7 separate regions of the Mus musculus genome follow, and regions 2, 3, 4, 5, 6 and 7 are each linked to region 1. A link is a contact called in public Hi-C and HiChIP or PLAC-seq data. All regions are on one chromosome and are shown on one strand. Each heading gives the region's core, a stretch centred on a gene start, on an enhancer-like site or on the middle of the called end of the contact. The rest is flanking DNA. Distances are from core to core; before and after follow the strand shown.

The links. HiChIP or PLAC-seq counts read pairs in DNA pulled down with a chosen protein or histone mark. A called contact is a pair of places that touch in the nucleus more often than the background predicts.
Region 2: a contact with region 1 is called in a CTCF HiChIP or PLAC-seq map of the NIH/3T3 cell line, with 11 read pairs. The contact joins the enhancer-like site here to the promoter of Btg1 in region 1. A contact is called at or near these places in 7 of 39 promoter capture datasets (the 3T3-L1 cell line, 3T3-L1-derived adipocytes, hippocampal neurons and 3 more), 1 of 15 datasets of contacts at CTCF or cohesin (the NIH/3T3 cell line), 3 of 484 Hi-C or Micro-C datasets (the AML12 cell line, the N1E-115 cell line and tail fibroblasts), 15 of 115 datasets of contacts at active chromatin or transcription factors (the NIH/3T3 cell line, astrocytes, bone marrow-derived dendritic cells and 12 more) and 1 of 9 other capture datasets (liver).
Region 3: an H3K4me3 HiChIP or PLAC-seq map of embryonic forebrain shows a contact between it and region 1, with 7 times the contacts expected there. The contact joins the enhancer-like site here to the promoter of Btg1 in region 1. A contact is called at or near these places in 8 of 39 promoter capture datasets (the 3T3-L1 cell line, 3T3-L1-derived adipocytes, the C10 cell line and 5 more), 2 of 15 datasets of contacts at CTCF or cohesin (the NIH/3T3 cell line and large pre-B cells), 11 of 484 Hi-C or Micro-C datasets (the C2C12 cell line, Th2 cells, cerebral cortex and 6 more), 24 of 115 datasets of contacts at active chromatin or transcription factors (the NIH/3T3 cell line, the SCID.adh cell line, bone marrow-derived dendritic cells and 19 more) and 2 of 9 other capture datasets (adipose tissue and embryonic stem cells).
Region 4: a FOXA1 HiChIP or PLAC-seq map of pancreatic cancer cells shows a contact between it and region 1. The contact joins the enhancer-like site here to the promoter of Btg1 in region 1. A contact is called at or near these places in 10 of 39 promoter capture datasets (3T3-L1-derived adipocytes, the C10 cell line, the HPC-7 cell line and 8 more), 3 of 15 datasets of contacts at CTCF or cohesin (CD8 T cells, the NIH/3T3 cell line and large pre-B cells), 15 of 484 Hi-C or Micro-C datasets (3T3-L1-derived adipocytes, the C2C12 cell line, CD4 T cells and 10 more), 35 of 115 datasets of contacts at active chromatin or transcription factors (the 230-238 cell line, CD8 T cells, DN3 thymocytes and 25 more) and 3 of 9 other capture datasets (adipose tissue, embryonic stem cells and macrophages).
Region 5: a Hi-C map of bone marrow-derived macrophages shows a contact between it and region 1, with 26 read pairs. The contact joins the enhancer-like site here to the promoter of Btg1 in region 1. A contact is called at or near these places in 10 of 39 promoter capture datasets (the 3T3-L1 cell line, the C10 cell line, the HPC-7 cell line and 7 more), 10 of 484 Hi-C or Micro-C datasets (B cells, CD8 T cells, bone marrow-derived dendritic cells and 6 more), 27 of 115 datasets of contacts at active chromatin or transcription factors (the 230-238 cell line, CD8 T cells, the NIH/3T3 cell line and 21 more) and 4 of 9 other capture datasets (adipose tissue, embryonic stem cells, liver and 1 more).
Region 6: an H3K4me3 HiChIP or PLAC-seq map of embryonic basal ganglia shows a contact between it and region 1, with 2.7 times the contacts expected there. The contact joins the enhancer-like site here to the promoter of Btg1 in region 1. A contact is called at or near these places in 5 of 39 promoter capture datasets (the 3T3-L1 cell line, 3T3-L1-derived adipocytes, hippocampal neurons and 2 more), 1 of 15 datasets of contacts at CTCF or cohesin (the NIH/3T3 cell line), 3 of 484 Hi-C or Micro-C datasets (double positive thymocytes, embryonic fibroblasts and large pre-B cells) and 15 of 115 datasets of contacts at active chromatin or transcription factors (the NIH/3T3 cell line, the SCID.adh cell line, T-cell acute lymphoblastic leukemia and 12 more).
Region 7: a contact with region 1 is called in an H3K4me3 HiChIP or PLAC-seq map of embryonic basal ganglia, with 5 times the contacts expected there. The contact joins the enhancer-like site here to the promoter of Btg1 in region 1. A contact is called at or near these places in 7 of 39 promoter capture datasets (the 3T3-L1 cell line, 3T3-L1-derived adipocytes, hippocampal neurons and 3 more), 1 of 484 Hi-C or Micro-C datasets (the N1E-115 cell line), 12 of 115 datasets of contacts at active chromatin or transcription factors (the SCID.adh cell line, acute myeloid leukemia, differentiating embryonic stem cells and 9 more) and 1 of 9 other capture datasets (embryonic stem cells).

What each region holds. Positions count from the first base shown.
Region 1 is chr10:96,615,654-96,618,353 of GRCm38.p6, reverse strand. Btg1 (BTG anti-proliferation factor 1) reads right to left here and starts at 1,353. Exons shown (of 2, transcript NM_007569.2): 1 at 882-1,353; 2 at 1-78. The coding sequence starts at 1,029.
Region 2 is chr10:97,092,687-97,095,386 of GRCm38.p6, reverse strand. No RefSeq gene overlaps it. Among named protein-coding and RNA genes, the nearest start is that of 4930556N09Rik, 58 kb to the right of the region's middle. Within about 2 kb of position 1,291, at least 14 of the 459 cell types and tissues checked have an H3K27ac peak or open chromatin away from gene starts, as enhancers often do. A contact at or near this core is called in the NIH/3T3 cell line, pancreatic cancer cells and tail fibroblasts, where this site is marked.
Region 3 is chr10:96,954,321-96,957,020 of GRCm38.p6, reverse strand. The region is part of intron 1 of Gm33981 (a long non-coding RNA gene); the gene reads left to right. Among named protein-coding and RNA genes, the nearest start is that of Gm33981, 3.2 kb to the left of the region's middle. Within about 2 kb of position 1,315, at least 45 of the 459 cell types and tissues checked have an H3K27ac peak or open chromatin away from gene starts, as enhancers often do. A contact at or near this core is called in the SCID.adh cell line, cerebral cortex, craniofacial prominence and 6 more, where this site is marked.
Region 4 is chr10:96,237,858-96,240,557 of GRCm38.p6, reverse strand. The region is part of intron 1 of 4930459C07Rik (RIKEN cDNA 4930459C07 gene); the gene reads right to left. The region is part of intron 2 of Gm40747 (a long non-coding RNA gene); the gene reads left to right. Among named protein-coding and RNA genes, the nearest start is that of 4930459C07Rik, 13 kb to the right of the region's middle. Within about 2 kb of position 1,422, at least 78 of the 459 cell types and tissues checked have an H3K27ac peak or open chromatin away from gene starts, as enhancers often do. A contact at or near this core is called in the C2C12 cell line, CD8 T cells, the MNK3 cell line and 9 more, where this site is marked.
Region 5 is chr10:96,265,030-96,267,729 of GRCm38.p6, reverse strand. No RefSeq gene overlaps it. Among named protein-coding and RNA genes, the nearest start is that of Gm40747, 7.5 kb to the right of the region's middle. Within about 2 kb of position 1,284, at least 41 of the 459 cell types and tissues checked have an H3K27ac peak or open chromatin away from gene starts, as enhancers often do. A contact at or near this core is called in B cells, bone marrow-derived dendritic cells, bone marrow-derived macrophages and 2 more, where this site is marked.
Region 6 is chr10:97,008,738-97,011,437 of GRCm38.p6, reverse strand. No RefSeq gene overlaps it. Among named protein-coding and RNA genes, the nearest start is that of 4930556N09Rik, 26 kb to the left of the region's middle. Within about 2 kb of position 1,402, at least 3 of the 459 cell types and tissues checked have an H3K27ac peak or open chromatin away from gene starts, as enhancers often do. A contact at or near this core is called in embryonic basal ganglia, where this site is marked.
Region 7 is chr10:96,980,398-96,983,097 of GRCm38.p6, reverse strand. No RefSeq gene overlaps it. Among named protein-coding and RNA genes, the nearest start is that of Gm33981, 23 kb to the right of the region's middle. Within about 2 kb of position 1,412, at least 27 of the 459 cell types and tissues checked have an H3K27ac peak or open chromatin away from gene starts, as enhancers often do. A contact at or near this core is called in the N1E-115 cell line, embryonic basal ganglia, embryonic forebrain and 1 more, where this site is marked.

The sequences.
Region 1 (2,700 bases), core at 104-2,603:
TCTTATGGTTGATGCGAATACAACGGTAACCTGATCCCTTGCACGGCTTTTCTGGGAACCAGTGATGTTTGTAATGTTCTGTGGAAGAAAAGAACAGAGAAACAATGCTCAGGACGGTAGTCAACGCAGCCGTACCGTAGCGTACTTTCCTCCTCCTGCTGCTAGCTTCTTAGCGAAGCGAAAATGAAAACCACCAACTTTCACAAATGTCCGGGACCGAATTCGCTGTCGTGAGACAGAATAGAGAAAGCAAAGACACTGTGGCAAACACTGTCCGGGTACTGACCGGTTGAGCCGCCAAAACAGGAATCCCGCGCGCAGCCCTGGATGGCCAACTAGCTGGATGGCACAGGCAAGCGGGCGGGAACCTGTTTACTTTCTCCACCCCAACGGGGTCCCATACAATAGACTTTATGGAACTGGTGGGGGGTGGGGGCAAGACAACGCCACTATGGCCAGTTAACCCCAAAGGGAAGAAAACCCAAGAAACCTTAAACCAAGATCTGGGTTGGGTTGTAATTGTACCGGTGACAAATCCGATGATTAATGGGCAAGAGGCACAGGAGGTGCGGAGACCTGGCACGTCCGTCCCGGGCCGGCTCCGAAACACAGAGGCGACAAGCCACCCAGGGGCTCAGCCGCAGACTCTCGCAACGGTCGCGGCGACCCGGCAGAGGAGACCGACGGGACTCCGGGCCCTGGGTCTTTTGTCCCCCGCGACCGGCCGGTAGCCGTCGGGGCGCAGCTCCGCGTCGCCCCGCTTCGGATCCTTTGTTGTGCGTGTCGCGGCGCCCCGCCGCCCAGCTCCCCCCCCCTCCCCCAGCCACGACCGGGACGCGCCCGTTAGTGGCGACCCGCGACGGTCCCCGCGCCCCGCTCACCTGCCAGCAGCTCCTGCAGGCTCTGGCTGAAAGTCTGCAGCTGTCGCTCGCTCGTGAGCCCCTTGGTGCGGAGGAACTTGGAGATGAAGGACACCGCGGCGGCGATCTCGCCTATCATGGTGGCGGCCCGGGTGTAGAAGGGATGCATGGGGGCGGCGGCCGGGGGTGGCCCGGGGCGGCCGGGGCTCGGCCCCGACGGCGAAGCGGCCACCCCGGGCTCTCGCCCAGACCCGACGGCCGAGAGGAAGCGAGGGCGCGAGGCGCGGACGGCTACTGGTTCTAGGGGATTTTTTTTCTTTCCTTTAGAGTAAAAAAGTTATTTTCAAGCCAGGAGGCGGCAGGAGAGACAGAGAGAGACGAGCGATGGCGGCCTGGTCACATCGCTCGGACCTCCCCAGCCGCCTCCGCCTCCAGCTCGGTAGCCTCCGAGGATCCCGAGAGTTGCATTTCCAGCTCCGAGGGGCGAAGAGCTGCCGCCGCCGTGCAGCTCATTTTATAGGGCTGCGGAAAGGAAGTGGCGTACCCGGGGCGTGAGGGCGGACGCCAGCCAATCCGGAGATCGCACCATTGTGACGCAGGCAGATTCGGGGCTGGAGGGGGCGGGAGAAAGGCCGCCAGGGGGCGTGCCCAGAGGCCGGGATGAGAGGGAGGAGCTGACGTAATCTGCTTGTAAACAAATAAACCCCCCGAGTGGCAGCCTGAGACTCCGGAGCGGTGGAGGGCGGAGAAAGAAGCCAAGGAGGCGCGTGTGAAAGCTCCGCCCCCGAGCTAGCTCCGCCCCCGGTTCGGGCCAGCGGGGACCCTCCAGTCCCCGAGCGGGCTCCGGGTTCCTCACTTACTGCGGTGTGGCTGGAACCTCAGGACTGAGGTTCGGTCTCCGCAGCCCCAGTCCTTTGCGTACCCCATGTTTACATCTGAGCCCAGTTCCAGCCGGCTTGGCTGGCAGCCCTGGCGGGAGGAGCGTGCGGTGGCGGAGACTAAGGCTCCGCTAGGGAATGGAAGGAAGGACTCGCTCCCTGGAGCTATCCTGCGGCTTAATCCAAGCCATTGCCCCTAGGGTTTGCAGAACCCCGGGGGGCTGGGGGGGGGGAGAAGATGAGCCTTGAAACTCATAAAAATCTGCATATGTATTTTAGAAAGGCACAACAAATTCGTTTTTCTAGTTCAAGTGATGTCAGAACTTTAGAGTTGTGCTGCTGTTGACACATAAGATAAAACTTTAAGCTTGTCGAGAGTGTTAAGCATAGACACCCATATTTACTGGCAAAGACGGTTGTAAACAGCCTAGAAAAAAAGGAAAGCATGAGCCTGCTAAAACTATTAGACCCAAAATAGGGTTAACCCAACTCTCTTAAAGTAGGAGAAGGGAGAGAAAACAATGAAGTCCAGGCAGGAAGAAGAAAGCAAACAAGAGGCAGAAGTTGAACTCTACCAGATGGAAATAAATATTTAGAGTTTAGTTGGTCATCAGATGCAATACACACCACTTTAAAATATATATATGTGTGTGTGTGTGTGTGTGTGTGTGTGTGTGTGTGTGTGTGTATGGAGCTAGAGGAGAAACAAGAGGATAATTGGTTCTGAAATTAATTTGAAAAGGTGACCTATACATCATTTATCATTAATATACAATACTTAAGTACCCACATATTATCTAAAGATAATGTTAGAAAGCACTTCAGAAAGTATCAAGTTTTTTTTTATAATAAACTGAATCAAAAAATAACATCTTTGTGCATGTGTGTGTGTGCGTGTGCGTGTGCGTGTGCGTGTGCGTGTGTGTGTGTGTGTGTGTGTGAATTGTCAGATAGGACTTTCT
Region 2 (2,700 bases), core at 42-2,541, 480 kb before region 1:
TATTTGAAATTAATACAGTCCCATCATCTCCAGTTATATAACATTGTTTTCAAGGGTACTGTCTGAACTCACAGATTTCAAAGTGTGGAGGGTGTTTGCTCATAGTTATATATTCCATTTACCATGTGTGCCTCCACACTTACTTCTGGGATGTCCCAATGTGTGTCATATTTCCATTGTGAGTAAGGGGACTGCTTGCATTGTCTATGGTATTTTTATCCTCCTTTGTTCACTCATCCTTCTTTTCTCTCCCAGAGTTCCTTCTCAGCTAATGCCTTTATTATTCAGAGGAAGCCAGCATTATTAATAACTCTAATTCCCAGAAGATACCATTGCTTTCAGACTGTCCTAGTTCTCAGCACACACAGGGACCTTCTAGAAAGACTTCTTTTCTAGAAGGCATCTAGTTCAAATAGAATCTTGGCATTTTTGATGATCCTCTTTTTGTATCTTGGAATCTAAGTGATGACTGTAAGTTAAGAATGATTCCACCGGACATTTTCTCCTCAACTTCTGAGAGATATTGGTCAGAGAACTATTAGCGTCTGTCCAGAACCTATAACTAACTGATCATTGTTATTAATCTAAAAGGAACTTAAAGTTTATTCATTCTAACTTCTCTACTTGAGCTAAGGGGGAACAGAACCATAGAAGTCAAGGAACACGATGCATTTCTCTCAACAGTGAAAGCTGATATCTAAGTCTAAGTAAGTGCTCTACCACCAGGCTATACCTCAAGCCCCAGGGATTTTGAAATGTGTATTGCCATATATCCCTGTTAGTCTCATGGAGTACCTCATGGCTACTCCCTCTGTGTAACTAACAATACATTACAAATAGGGAGGATTTGGTAGATAGGAAACCATAATCAGAATACAGTGTATAAGGAAAAACTATTTTCTATTACAAAAACAAACAAACAAAAAACAACAACAAAAGGCACCTTCAAGACAGATGGAGGAAATTGCACAAAAGACAGCAAAAAAGAATACAATCAAAGGTATTTCTGTATTAGAATGCTCACATCTAGTCGTGGGGGGAAAAACAAGCAGAGTGCAAGTGAATGCATAATGAACCAGCAAGGTAGTCAGCTCTTCGAAGACTCAGAAGATGTCTTAGATCCATAGGAAAGGAGACATGAGGGAGAGCTGAGCTGACTTGGGAAGAGTAAAGCCAGGGGAGGCTAGAACGAATGAATAGGAAGTAAAATGTCCACACAAACCACAGGGGATCCAATACCCTGATTCATACACCTCACCAGGTCCACAGAAAGAAATTCCTAGGATTCTCAGTAACCAAAGTGCATGAAATGAGAAACCATTGCAGCTGAACTTCCTATTGACATCCATTGTAAGAGTGAAACTATTTACTTTGGACATGTCACGACCATTAACCATCATGAAGCAGAGTTGCTATGGTAACCTATAGTCTGTCTTAGTGGGAAGTCGTGACAAGCAAAGAGGCAGACTGATACAGTGATAGCTAGGTCTAGCAATGATGTGTTACTGTTCACCTACAGAATAATCATAGAGAATTACTGGATCCTAACTTGGCATGCCAGCCTCTCCTCCCTCCTGCCACAGCTGCATGCAGTTTAGGAGGGGCAGTAGAATTTGGAGGAGGTGAAAATATTGACCGGAAATGGAACTCATTGGTATTTCTTCAGATTTTATATTTTATCACTCATGGTGATAGTGGGACTTCAAATTGAAGCAATTGCCTTTAAGTCACTCATGCTCCTACATATGGTCCTAACTTGTGGTCCTCTGAATCAGTCTAATAAACTCACTAGGTCTCCAACCTGAACTTGGTTAGCCTTTGCTTTGACCCGTGAATGCCCTCTTTTGAGGGAATAGACACATTATTGTAGACTTTCTCTGATAACCATTGAATGCTATAATCACCCTTGTCTCTTCTAGACTCTCAAATGTCTACATAAAAATGTTTTGGCAAAGGCATCATCCCAAGTCTACAACATATTTGTTCATCTGTCTCCATTTTACTCTAAGGTCTTCAGTCCAATCTACTCTCAGACTCATCTACAATACTGTGGTGGTCTTATAACTACTTTTTAAATGATCTGCATTTTTCATCTATATTCTCTATTTTACTGGAAGCAAGGATTGTTGGCCAACTCAAAAAGTAAGCTAGATAATTTCACTCCCTTTCTTTTAGGGTCTTTTCTTAAATCATTCACAGTAATGTTTAATTGTGGTATACTGACCTATCATTCATTTAATCTGGTCCATAACTACTTATGTGAACTTACTTCCCATTATTCTTATTGCCCAGTACCCACATCCCATCATCACATGCATATATATTTTATAATTCTTTTAAAATTCTGACTTCTACTCACAATATGTAACTATTTTAAAAAGTTCTTCTCCCTTCTCAGATTATATTTTCTTTAACCTTTTCTTAGCGACTTCTCCACCTTTAGATAGCTACCTAAATCTTCATCATTGGCTATAAGCCAGCCAACGGTTATTTTCCATTGTACTAACAAACACTCATTGTGTACTTATTGCTTGGCTGTGTTTTTTCAGTTGCAAGATCAATAAAAGCAAAGAACAAGTGTTGTCGTGTTCAGTGGCCCTTGTTCCTAGGATTCTGTCTGGTCCAAAGTAGACAGCCACCTTGATAGCAAATGGACGAATGGATAGAGGATTGGTTAGGTTAATGAATGCATGGATGTTT
Region 3 (2,700 bases), core at 66-2,565, 340 kb before region 1:
TGATTTACCCTGCTTACTCCACATATTCATACTTTATTTATCATTGCAATTAGTTCCATGCATATCAGAAGGAAGGAGTGCCCACTACATTGTCTGCAGAATGGATAGATATCCCCCCCAAAAAATACTTTTAAAGTAGTCATTAATAACTTTTATTTAGAAATATGAGGAGAGGGACAAAGAAAACAGTATTACTAGAGTATGAGTACACATCTATTGAAATGATTCCAACACATGTCTAAAAACAAAGGAAGAAAATGAAAAGTGGGAGAGGAGGTTTGATGAGGAAAAAGTGTGGAAGCAATGAAAAACAAAGTGGGTAGTTTTAGGGCCTGAGAGACAACCCACCCTCATGCATTAATGATACAGTCATTATGCTTGCCTCCGTGCGTGCGTCCGATGGTCTCAGTACCGAGGTATACTGTTAATTGGGGTTTATGCACCTCTGAGTCAATTAACTTTGTTTTATTAATGCATAATTCAATATTGTTATGTATAGCAAAACCCTTAAAAAGGATTTTTGTAATTCCTCCTTGGGATGTGGCCTGAAATATTTCAAGGAAACACCCACTGTCAAGTGCGTGAAAATGAATAATTATGGGAGCCCTAAAACCCCACAGTTGAGCAGACAAGACAGCTGCTATTATTAAGCACTGCAAATTGAAAGTATGGGTCCTATCATTACAAGAACAAAGACATTGCTGGGATAATTATGGAAACGCTATAGCTCCGTTTTTCTGCTAATGCTTCTGGTAGAATGTTTAAAAGCCTCAAAAGGTTAGGAGAGAGAGCTTCGTTTCTGAATCTCGTTACTCACTTCGATGAATGCATTTTTCTACCAATTGTAGTCATAACGGAGCTTGAGATCCCTGCTTCACTAAGATAAGAAAGCAAGAAATTAAATGATAATAAACATCGTGTGGGCTCGGTGGGGGGGATATTGTTTAATGTCAGCGGTGACTGAAACCACCTTCTAGATGACTGAGGCTTTGTTGGCCTCCTCTGTTTATATTAATTTCTCCTTTTCAAAGGCCATTATCTTAAATTGCATGTTATATAACTCGAGCCGCCTCCCTCCAGCCCACAGAACCACTTCGAAAGCAACTTGATGATGCATATTGTCGGGGGGGGGGGGCGGGGGGGGAGTGGAAATCACTCCTAGGCTTAGCATCCAAGGAAGATTACAATCTTGAGACTGTAATGGGAATGGATTAGACTTTGTACAATTTCCTTTTGTCACGTGAATTGAATCCCGTTGTGTTCTTTTCTATGCTGCCTTCAATCACTGTCTCGCACACAAAAATGATCTTTGAAAGTGTTAGCGTCCCTTAAGCTACCCTGGCCTGCTTTTAAGACAGCCAGAAGCTTACTGTTTGATTGGCTCTGGCTTCCCCCTCTGTGAAAACAAAACAAGGAGAGTCAAACAAGCCTGCCTAACAGATGATAGAACCCTGCAAAAAAGCAACCCCCCCCGCCCCCCTTTTTGCCTCAGGCAGCTCCAGCAAGGACGGTTGAGATTTTCATGTTGATCACATGCTAAAAACAAATTGAAAGGAAAGGGAGAGCATGACCACATAAATCCAGTCCTGCGCCAGCAATTGTAGTTCCTTCCAGAGAGAAAATGAGGCACCATGGACGTCCCTAACTGCACACAATATGGCTTCAAGTTTCCAGAGACCACAGGTTTTCCCTCTCCTGTCAGGCTCTCCACGTGCTCGCTGCTTCCAAGGTTAAAACGGAGCCATTCAGACATCAGTAGCATCTATGGACTTTGATAGTGCCTTGAACTGACCAACAGCAAAAGAGGAAACAAATATGCCTGTTAACGCTGGAAGTGAGAGGCTCCCTGCTTCAGAGCTAGATTCTGTTTTGATCTCTGGGGTCTTTGATGTTGGGCAGAATTGCTGCTGCCTGCAACAAGGTCCTCGGGACTTTGGGTGCATGCAAATTAAACTCATTTGGTTGAAGTTGAAAAGGAAGCTATTTTTGCTACTTATTTTTGATGTATGGATCTCATGGAACTATAACCACCAATAAATAACTGATTTCCTCAAATAATATCCGTAAAATTTTCCACATTAAAGTACACACACATTCTTTCAAAACTATATGCTTTCACTAAGTTGAAAAACTGAAGCTGTTCGCATTTTATTATCTGCTCCAAGTGGCTTGAGCTATCCCAATTTATGTAGAATGCTAGAACATTCATTTGTTGAGACAAATGTCTCAAGTAGCAATGAAGAAGGTGTGATTTAAGGACTAGGAAGCCAGAGGTGATACTATCTTGGATCTGTGAGGTGTGTTCACCACGTGGGATCCAAAATCAGCTTGATCTTTGAACTGATTTTACTCTGTGCTGTTCTTGGTAGGCTCAGACTTAAGTTGTAGCACATGTCCCTATAGAAACTACAAAACATTTCTGAGAGGATAAAATGGTTTTATACTTACATTCTTTGGTAAACTTGGAATTGAGAGTCAGCATCAGCTACACAATCCCACGGGAATGAAACTAATATGGTGGCAAACTAGTCTGAAAGAGTCTCCTTCAAGTCCTGTTCGCTGATTAGCCCTGATCTCTCTCAATATAAAAACTGATGAGACTGAAGTACCAACTGAGAATATTAACACATGTGCCACTTAATGACAGGGACACTTGGAGATTTACAGGTTTAGCAGTGTGCAGAAATCAAGAATGAACTT
Region 4 (2,700 bases), core at 173-2,672, 380 kb after region 1:
TTTTTCAAAACAATAAAAAATTAGAATATTAAATAATATATACTAAATAGTTTCTTATTACTTTTTATAAAATATCCTGTGATTCTGTGTGTGTGTGTGTGTGTGTGTGGTGAGTGAGCACAAGCATTCTCATTCCCAGGGAGGTGTATCTCAATGGAGGCCAGAGGAAGGCATCAAGCACCCTGTTTTGTTGTCCTCTGCCTTATTTACCAGGCTGGTGGCCAGCAAGCCCCAGTGACCCTCTTGTTTTCTGTCCTCCCAGACACTTGGGATTATAGGTGCACATGTGACTGCATCTACTATTTTATATGGATTCTAGGGTTTAAGTCCAGTTTTCATACTTTCACAGAAAGAGCTCTTCCTGACTGAGCCATCACCCTAGCCTTCATATCTGCCTGGTTCCTACAGAGTCATTCATTAGGATTGGTCCTGGACTCACTTCTAATACCAAGGTCTTCAGATGATCCACTCCTTTGCCAGACACTATGTCTCCATGTAACCAGTAGGAGCCTGTATGGAAATAAACACAGCCACCAATATGAGTCTTTCTGCCATGGTGAAATGAACCCTGAGTACTGAGCTACTTCTCCTTCAGCTTTGCCTCATCGTGAACAGACTGGAGGAGTTGAGACCTCCATTCTCTATCTTGTAAGCATAGTTTCAAGACAATGGCTTCCTCCAAAGGGGAGAGATGGGATGCTAGGACAGAGAAAGAAGGCATAGGGAAATGCAAAGTATTGATGCTATTCTGAACCTTGGGTTTGGGGTAGCTTCCTAGGAGAAGATTATTACTGCCTTTTGTAATGCATATGTATATATCTTATTTAGAATATATAACTTTGAATAAAATATAAATTAGAAATAATAAACAAAAACATTCTCAGTGCCAATTTTAAAAAAAATGCACAGGATCATTCAATTAATAATTTCTGTTCCCTTCACCTGGTCTCATTCTTACAATGACAGAAAAAGTACCTACCAAGCCCAAGCCAAGCCTCTCCCAGGGATTGCTGGGAATAAGTTCTGAGAGTTGGCAGATTTACTTAGAGCCCTTTCTTTGTGGTGGAAATGAACTGAAGCATCTTCCTTTAAGAGTTGGCCTTCCTTTTGTGAAAGCAAAGATGTGGGCAAATTTACAAAGAAGGCCATTTTCCTGCAGGTGCTTCCTACACACCGCAAAGGTCAAGAACGCAACTTAGTTCTTTTTCTAATATCCTAAGGGAACTAATGCAGTTCCTTGTACTTAGTAGGTGGACAACTAATTGCAAATCAATGTATGAATGAAGAAGTCTGGCCTCACAGTTTCCAGGAAAACTTGTAAATGTCACTCTTGAAATGGTAACATGATTCGCAACCTACTGAACGCTTCATAATGAACCACCCACAGACAGAGTTTAGTATGAATATCTCCTATGTTCCTCAAATCCTTTGTGACCTATGGACACAATTGTTAAATGTGAGTCATGATCTGGCCACGGCTCCCACACAATGGGTATTTTTAATGCTCCTGCATTTCCTGAAGTCAAGCTTTCAGGAAATGGTTTTTGCAATAATGACCTCACCCTCCCTGTATCCCCTTACCCCCACCACAGAATCCCAGAATAGCTGAACAGGTGTCCAAGTACCTAGAATTACCCAAGAAACTTCACAACCTACCTTCTGTTTTCTGTCAAAGTCACAAAGCTAACTTGTTCCTTAGAGCTCTAAAGGAATATGTCCATGAACCAGGCCTGCTCATATTTATGTGTTATTTATATCTAGATACAGTTTGTTCTTGATGCTGGCAGTATCTGCACAGAACTAAGCCAGTATAACAGTTAAAGTATAGGTTCCAGAATTCAACAGCCCATGGATCCAAATTACACAAGTGACATAAGTCTGTCACTGTGTATACGGCTTTAGGCAAATAATTTGGCCTTTCAGAGCCTCAACAGTCGCATCTGCAAAGTGGGAATATAGAAGCATTTCTTGGACTATGATGAAAAATCAGATAATAGAGCACATGTAAACCACTGGGCTCCTCTTCTGGCACACAGTAAGTGTGGAAGCTTGCCAGTTCTTACGGCTGTGTGGTTTCCCCATCTCTCAAGCCCTGTCATTCACTGGGACAATGTCAACCACATTGTGGTCACCGGGACTGCTTAGCATTCATGGGGGGGCAGGATGCCTTCAGAACCCTCAGCCCCAGTCCAGTCTGAGGAGCACTGTCTAACTACTCTTTTAGAATCAAAGCCCATAAGGAAGCCTACGTGTAAGAACTGAAGGAAGGTTATACTATCTGGGAACACTTCAGTTTCAAAGCAAGCAGAGACGTCCCCCCACATGAGTGGGAAGAGGGGCATTTGTAGTATGACCTAAGCCCCCTGGTAAAAGTCTTTATAGCATTAAACCATGTGGTAAAACTTAATTAGAAGGGATTATATTTTTCAGAGCTCTATTAACTTGGGAACCCAAAGGCAAAGAAGGTTATTAAATGGCCACCCGATTATGGGAAACAAAATCCTGCTAGTCAACCAGACCAGCTGACAAACTTCCCAAGGGCTTATCTGAGACCCTCCAAACAGCACAAGTAACTAACTACTAAGAGGCGAGATCTGACTCATCACAGTTGTCTTGGAAGTCAGACGGTAGTACCTTAGACATCAGGGCAGAGGTTGTGATTCATGCATCATGTCCTCAAGTCACCAACCATCAACTCAG
Region 5 (2,700 bases), core at 35-2,534, 350 kb after region 1:
AGTACAAAACGAGGGAACAGAGACTGTAAGGAAGACTGTAAGTAAAGAGATGAGTCCTACCATGAAGAGAGATAGAAAAACCAGGAAAATGTCTGAGGGAAATGAATGACAGGAAAGGAAAAATGAGTATTAGCGGTGTGCGTAAGACCAAGATGAGAATCAGTTGCATACGTAAGACAAGGCTAGTGCTGTTGAAAGTGAGCCTGGCTGAAGATTGGGTGGGGTCTTGGCCAAAACTAGTGATCTGGGATTCAAGTGCATAGAGGAGATCAAAAGGCAGACAGGAAGGGAAACATTGCAAACCTTGCCAACTCCTGACATCTTTCCACTGCCTTCACCTCCCTAATTAAATACTGATTTGGTACAACTATCTCATATACTTTCCAAAGCCAGAGGATGGATCCCGACTGTTCTAAGTCGATAAGGGTCATTCCCATCTATTCTAGGAACATGCATGGGACAAAGTCTAGACAGCAAGATTTGGAGAGTCAGCTGAGATTCTATTAAAGACACAGAATAGGAGGTAGGGGGTCATTTTCTCCAGGAATTGAATCCTGTAACTGCCCTGCCACCACTGAGCTCTGGAGTTGGCCTTCTTCAGGCAACAGGGCCCTGGAATGAAAACAGGGGTCAAAAACTTAGAAATTACTCAGATTTAGAAATCTGAAGCAAACCCTAAGAAGTCTAGAGAAGGCTTGGTCAGGAACTAGGAAGACGGAGAAAATCAAGTTAGGCTCTTAATCAAGGTGTTGGCCAAACAGAAGAAGCCAGAGGCTTGGACCAGGCTTACCACAGGCTGAAGTGAAATATCCAAGCAGAGAGAGAAAGAGTTGCACCCAGGAGACAACAACTGGAGATAATAATCCTTTCTCAAAAAGAAGCTCTTGACAAAACTCAGGAGGTGACTTGAGGGTCAGCAAAAAGTGGTTTCTGAACCATTAAACACATTCTCGACTGGAAAACTTCACATTCGTGTCAGCTGGGCGAGCCATTTCAGAACCAGCCTCAATGTGGCTATTATTCACATTCATCCCGCCAGTGTGAAAATACGGCTCGAAATGGACTTTGCTATTTGAAATTAAGTGTGATCACACTCAGCAGCCCAGGGAAGCACTCCCTTTATGAGAGGCTGTGAGCCAGGGGGAGGTGGGGGAGGGCGAGCAGGTTTGTGGAAAGAGAAGGGGCTCTTTCTCTGGGACTTTCCCTCTTCACAGTGCCATTCCCCCTCAGTCCCACTCTCCAGGACTCTTCCTTTCACTTCTGCAATTCTTTCCCCCACCTTCAGCATCCTCTTCTCACTTCTCTCACAGCTACCTCTCGCTTAGAAGAAGTATCTGGCCCCTTGTGACTCCGTGAGCTGTCGGAATTAACTACAATCTATTATTTCCCAATAAATCCCCCACCCCCACACCGCAGCTCTTGACAGGACACAACAGCTGAGAATCCCCAGCAATGGCCTGGCCAAGGTACTAAGAAAGACTGGCTCTGTTCCTAGCTCATCCTGGGTCACAAAGAATCCTCCAATAGGATGCCAGGAGAGTTCAAGAAGAGCTGGTCTCTTCTAAGCGCAGCTCTTTGCTTAACCTGCCTTTGATTTCCCAGGAGTTTCAGGATGAGTGTATGCTAAGAAAAGGCGAGGTGCCCAAAAGACAAGAGTTCAGAAAAAGATGATTAAATTCAACATGGCTAGCAAGTAGGCACTGCTCAACACTTCATAAAAGGTAGACAAATACAAAAATGCTGATCAGAAGAAGTAATATTTGGTTATAATATAGAAGCACAAGTATTTGTGTGTGTGTGTGTATGTGTGTGTGTGTGTGTGTAGGGCAGTTAATACATTCATAAACATTTGCTCCCTTTCTTAGCATTTGTGTCCCTCACTGACGGGCCGTGGCTGGGGGACTTGAGGGTATGTCGAATTGATATAAGTATATAAAAAATTTCCTGGCTAACGATGCTGACACTTCTGCCAAAATTATGTTTATTTGTTAAAACATATACTTCATTCTGTTGTTGCAGAACTAAATCCAACCCCATCGTAACTGGGGAAAGGGTGATTGGGTTTCATGGTGATGTACCAGCTAGTGTCTTGTGGGGGCGTTAAGGTGCCAGCTGCTCCTTGGGCATTCCTTTTTATTTCCAGTCCGTAGACTGTTTTTCCACTCTTTTTTGTGTGAGGCAATTGGGATTAGAGGGGTCTTTGTAAGTGACAGAGGCGGAGATGGCAGCAGCATCTCCCAGATCCCTATGCACAGAGACAGCCTGGAAGGCCAGGCTCAATGCTGGCTTCGTTTGTCACTCCCCTCCGAAAGAAAAGGTCTTCCAAAAGAAGGAGTCTCTGTTGGAAACCTGTAAAGCAAGGGACTTGGGCCTTAGGGCTGATGTTTCCAGAATGCAGTCTGAAAAGCACCAAGCTAGGATCACCTTCAAGGCAGATCAAACAATCCCATGTTGGCAACAGGCCTCTGGAGTTTTCCATGCACCTCTGTCAGGTGGTGGCTGGGGGCATTTTCTAGGGTTTCTGTCTGAGGGCTAAATGAGTTTCGGGGCTCCTCCTTGATTCTTTGAAGGATTTATCATTATTTTTACCCACTTGAAAATTCCAAACTGCCACAAGTGTCCCCTTGACTGGCTGGTTTACCCAGTGCGGCTGGAACAGGGCCAGCCAGATTGTCCTCTGCTGAGTGGGCCACCCAGTCT
Region 6 (2,700 bases), core at 153-2,652, 390 kb before region 1:
CCTGAGAAAATATTGATATCACACTGGAATCCACAGTCCCAGGACCCAGAGAATCTGGTATTCAACACCAGGAACATACGAATACCCCAGTGAAGAAAATCAAGTTAGTTTCTTCCTCCTTTGCTTATAACTAGGCAATAGGTGGAATAGACACATGCCCACACTGGGGATAAAAGATCTTCCTTCACCAGTTGACATACAAATTGCAGGAAGATCCTCACAGATGGATCTAGAAATAATTTCTCACCTGAGCATCCCTCAGGCCAATAAACTATCATTCTGGGCTGGGGCAATGGTTTACTTAACACAGTATTTGCTGTTTAGGCAAAAGGGCTTCCATTCATATTCACAGTGCCTGTAAAATTCGAGGCATGGTGATGCACATCCATCCTCCTAACACTGGGAAGGATATATGAGTGCCCCAACCAATTAAATTAGTCTTGCCAGATTGGTGAACTCTGGGTTCAGTGAGAGGCCCTGACTCAAAAAATAGAGGTGCTGAGCTATAGAGAAAGATATGCCATATTGGTCTCTGGATTACACACACACACACACACACACACACACACACACACACAAACTCACACACATGCATACACATGTATACATACACATAGGCATGCACACACATGCACTCAAACTTCATACATTCTGCATTTTTTTATTCCCAATTTTCAGTTCAGCATTGAAGTTCTGTCTACATTAAAATGGCTAATAGCAGGATTACATTCAGGAAAGTTTTTCATGAAAAAAAAAGGAAACAGAGTCTAGAAAGCAGAGAAAGTAAATATGATAGGAATATATATTATATAATATATTAATATTATATATATATTTATATTACCAGTAATAGTATTAATCCTTCTCATATGTGAGGGAACTGAAGTAATCTGATGGATAGCCTAACATGTCTTGGATATGATGACATGTCTTAAATATGATAACAATATCAAATAAGCATCCAACGCTTAGGTCAACTTCTGCAGCCATAGACCTATTCAGCTGGTAGGACTAAGCCTTTAGAATCGAGCCTTCACTTCTAGAAATCACAGAAATGCAGTAGTCAGCAGATTCTAAGTTTCTTCCCCATTTAAATACCAATGTTGTTTGTTAGTTGCTATCCTTAACTTGCAGGTATCGAGACCAAATGGTTAGCTGGACGTAATATTTTATTCAGAATTCTTGAATACTCATTTTCTGAGTTCCATTTGGTGGGGCTAGGGAGAACTCAATTCAGAAGAAGGGAGGAACAACACCTTTGTCTTGTCCCAACAGACTGAAAATAGCCTAATCATTATGTCAAGCTGCCAAATTCAAGTCTGGGAGGCCTTGGATCTACTCCCTTTGTTCTCATCTTGACATTTGAGTGGATTGTTGGCATAGAATTTCTTTTCCTTGTATCATTAGTATAGAATACAGCCGCACAAGCATCCATTCACTCATTCATTCATGCATTTATTCACTGATTCAGTGTCTGTGGCCATCAAGTTGATGAAGAACATTCATTCATAGCTAGTGAAAAGTATCAATTGGCTCATTCTATTTTCATTCAATGAATCAAGAGCATCAATTTGGTGCTAGTTAAGAGCATTTCTCATTGGTATTCTACATTTATACAACTGAGAAGCAACATAGACTCAATCATAGAGATCTCAACTTTGTCTCCACAAATTACTTCATCATGAATAAATAGTTTTTTGTCTGTCCTGAAGTTTATTATCTCATTTTAAGACAAGCAGCATAGACTTTTTCTCATAAGACAATTTAGCAACAAATAAAGATGAGCAGGAAAAAATTCTCAGCAAAAGAGAATTTAATATGCCTAGTATTACATAAAATATACCTAGACATATTACTTATTACTTACCTTTGTAAAATGATGTCGATGATACATTGTTGATAAATGAAATAAAATTAGGTTGAAACACATTCTATGACTCTAAGCAGATTCCAATATAGGGCAACTAGAACCAGAACTTTGGTGGTTCTCAAGCTTGAAATGATTGCAAAACTTGATAGTATTTGATAGCAGAACGCCAGATTATAGATAAATAAAATATAATTTTTAGTCATAAATATATATGTGTGTGTGTGTACATATACATGCACATGATGTATGTTTATATTGATAATATTCACAGTTAAGATCTTAACATTTGTTGGCGATAGTAAAATGTAAATAATAGAATCACAAAATATATTGTTCATCAGATATTATAATTCACTTGATTATTAAATAACACATTCCTCATTAAAAATAAGTCATGTGCATTTTCTGTCCACTGATGTGCAATGTCATTTTAGCCATTCCATCATTCTCTGCTTGATCACTCTTATATGAGCTCATGAGGTGTCCAGGGAAGAGACAATGATAGCCAGGACATTAAAATGTAATCAAGATATGCAAATTCATTTCCAAATGTGATTTGCTGGGAAAAAGAAATTAATCTAGGCATGGTCAAATAAACAATGTGTAATATGGATAATTAATCACCAAATTAGCAGCTGGGGTCCCTTGAGGAAATTATGCAAATTGAAAAGGCCCCCATCCACTGACACAATTAGACCACTTAATGGTAAAATTCTCAATAAAACAACCCTTGGGAACATCACAAAACAAATAACCCATCAACCTTAGGATCCCAACTCCATTGCAATAGTTAACATTACTTAGTACTATTTCTTCTGTGGTTGGCGTTA
Region 7 (2,700 bases), core at 163-2,662, 360 kb before region 1:
CCCTGCCCAGGGATTTTCCTTGCCCATACTACATAGAGAATAACAACTTCTCTCCTGTCTATCTCTTACACTTTGTTGTACATTTTTCATACAAAATATCTAATATTCATGTTTGTATTTTAATTGAATAACTTTCACTTGAGCATTGAGAGATCCTCTAAAAAATATATTAACCAGTAGTCTTAAATCACTATTATGTTATCTTTAATTAAATATTCACTGACATTGTGTCAATAGAGGACACTCCATTGGTGGCTTAGGGCCATTCATAAGAACTTCATGTTCAACAGATAAAGAACAAGAGATGTTAAAAATGACTGTTGGGTCAAATCTTTAAACTGTGGGTAAAATTTATTCAGAAACAGAAGTGGTGAAATAAATAAATAGAGGCACTACAAAAAGACAAGGGAAATGAACGAGATGGGGAACTATACCATTAGGAAAGCAATGCTGAGCAGGGTGATCAAATAAACATGAGGGTTTTAGGTAATGCAGAGAGAGACCCAAGAAAGTGATGGCTGGGAGATGAGGCAAATCATCATATAGAAGCAGAAGGAAAAAAGCTCTGTTTCAGAAATCAAATTTAGGTTATTGCTCTACAGATGATTGTACATAGTATGTAAATGAATTCTTAAAAATTAGTTGAATATGTGCTATATGTGCCAGAAAAAAAAACAGCAAAATGATTTGATATTATAGGTTGTGATCATGATAAATATTTTTTAAAACTTATCAATTTCACAAGATAATACCAATGGTATACAATAATGCAGCAGAAAACAATAACCCATGAAAAGAGCAAGTCAAACGTAAGTGTAGAATAGCTCTGCAATGCATTTGTCTTTCCAGACAATTCGTTCAACAGATGACCCTTTCTTGATGTATAATAAGCCCAAAGCCTGGATCTCAAGCTGTGAGATCTTTCTCCTATAACATGGCATGCAAATTTTAGCAGTTTCCTTTTCCTATTGACTTAGTACCTGAGGAGGAAGAAGGAGAGGAAGGAATTGGGGGAGGGGTGTCGAAAAACCCCAAGTAAAAACCATGGTTCATGGCTGACTGCCGTCTACTTATAGCCTCTGCTCTGCAGCCTCATTCGTGCTACACATAGAATGAACCAACCTACTGTACCTGAACCTCTCTCACTTACTGCCATCTACCCCAGTCTCCATCTCTAGCTTGACACTACACTGCCATTTGTTCTACTCCTCAATGGCTTTAAGCCAGTGAGCTTCAAACGCCAGTGTCTGTGGAAATTCCTAGGATCCAGGGAAATGGCACACAGTTGTCATCAAGGTGTCTTTAAATCTGCAACTTCAGGTTCCAGGCGTAGGCCTTCCTGGTTCTGGTGACACCAGAGCCATGCTAACCCACATCAGGAGCCTCATAAGGAAGCAAAGGTCACCCCCTCCCCCATTGAAAACTGTATTTCATAAACTCAAAGTCCACTTCAGATCCTGATAAGCTCCTCTGAACCAGGACTCCTGGTCTGTGAGCTTTTTTCCTCAGGGTCTGGACAAAATCCTGTGAAACCTGGATAATTGTTCAGCTGCTGCTCCCAGCTACCCTCAAGGTTTGTGGGCCATCAGCAGTGCACTGTTCAAAAAGCTAATGAGGTTAATGTCTGCCTGTGTGGAAGGTGGGGGGGTGGGGTTATGCAAGAAGAGGCAGGCAGAAGGGGGCCCATAATAAAGGGATTGAGAGAGCGCCTCTCTTCTCCCTCCATGACATAATCCAAAAGTGATTAGGAAACCCTTAACAAGTGCAGCCTGGGCTGCTGGGATTTAAACAGTTGTAATAAAGCACACAAAGAGGGGCCGAGGTAGCCTCTCTCCTACCTCCCCATTGTTGAAGCATGTTCTCCGCCCCCAGGTCCTCCCAAAAGATCTGAGCACATGCTCTTGCTATGCATGCATATCATGCCGAGGACTCCAGAGTCACAAAACAGCCCGGGAAAACAACACCCAGTGCACAATACGTTCATTGTTTTGATTGAGACGTTGCTGTTTGAAATGCATTTATTTCTGCCTCTCATAAATACTCCTCCACAGCAGGGGGGAAAATATAATAATAATAAATGCATTGCAAATAGAGGCCCAGACATCTCGCACTTAAATTACAGTCACGTCATGGCAGCCCTATCCCATCTTTCAATTATAGTCATTAATTGAGGATGTAACCCAGAAACAATTACATCCATGAAATTCTAATGAGTCTCCTGCAGTTAATATCAAAAGCAAACAATGGGAAGTGCATGCTGGTGCTGGAGTCTAATCCAATTCTGTCGATTAAAATAAAGAAAAGCCTTTTTTTTTGTGGCATGTAAATCCGACTGCTTGCCTCTACTCAGTTTTCATTTGTCCAAGAGTGACAGACTGTCTGCAGAGATTGGCTTATCTAACCAGCTTACCAAGCTGCCCTCTCTCAGTTCTGTGGAAAGCACATCTTAAAAGCCACCAGTAGGGAATACATTCTACTCATGGGACCCATCTTTGAGACACTTCCCATTTCCATATGAAAAGTCCACTCTTTGTTTACCCGACTGAAGTGGGAAAAAGCTTCAGATATTACTACAGCAATAATAATAATAATAATAATAATAATAATAATAACTATCACATTGACGATGATTCTGGGAGAACTTAGTGGCAGCATAATTCTAAATCTTTTTGCTTCTCTAGGAATAAGTAATAAGATAAC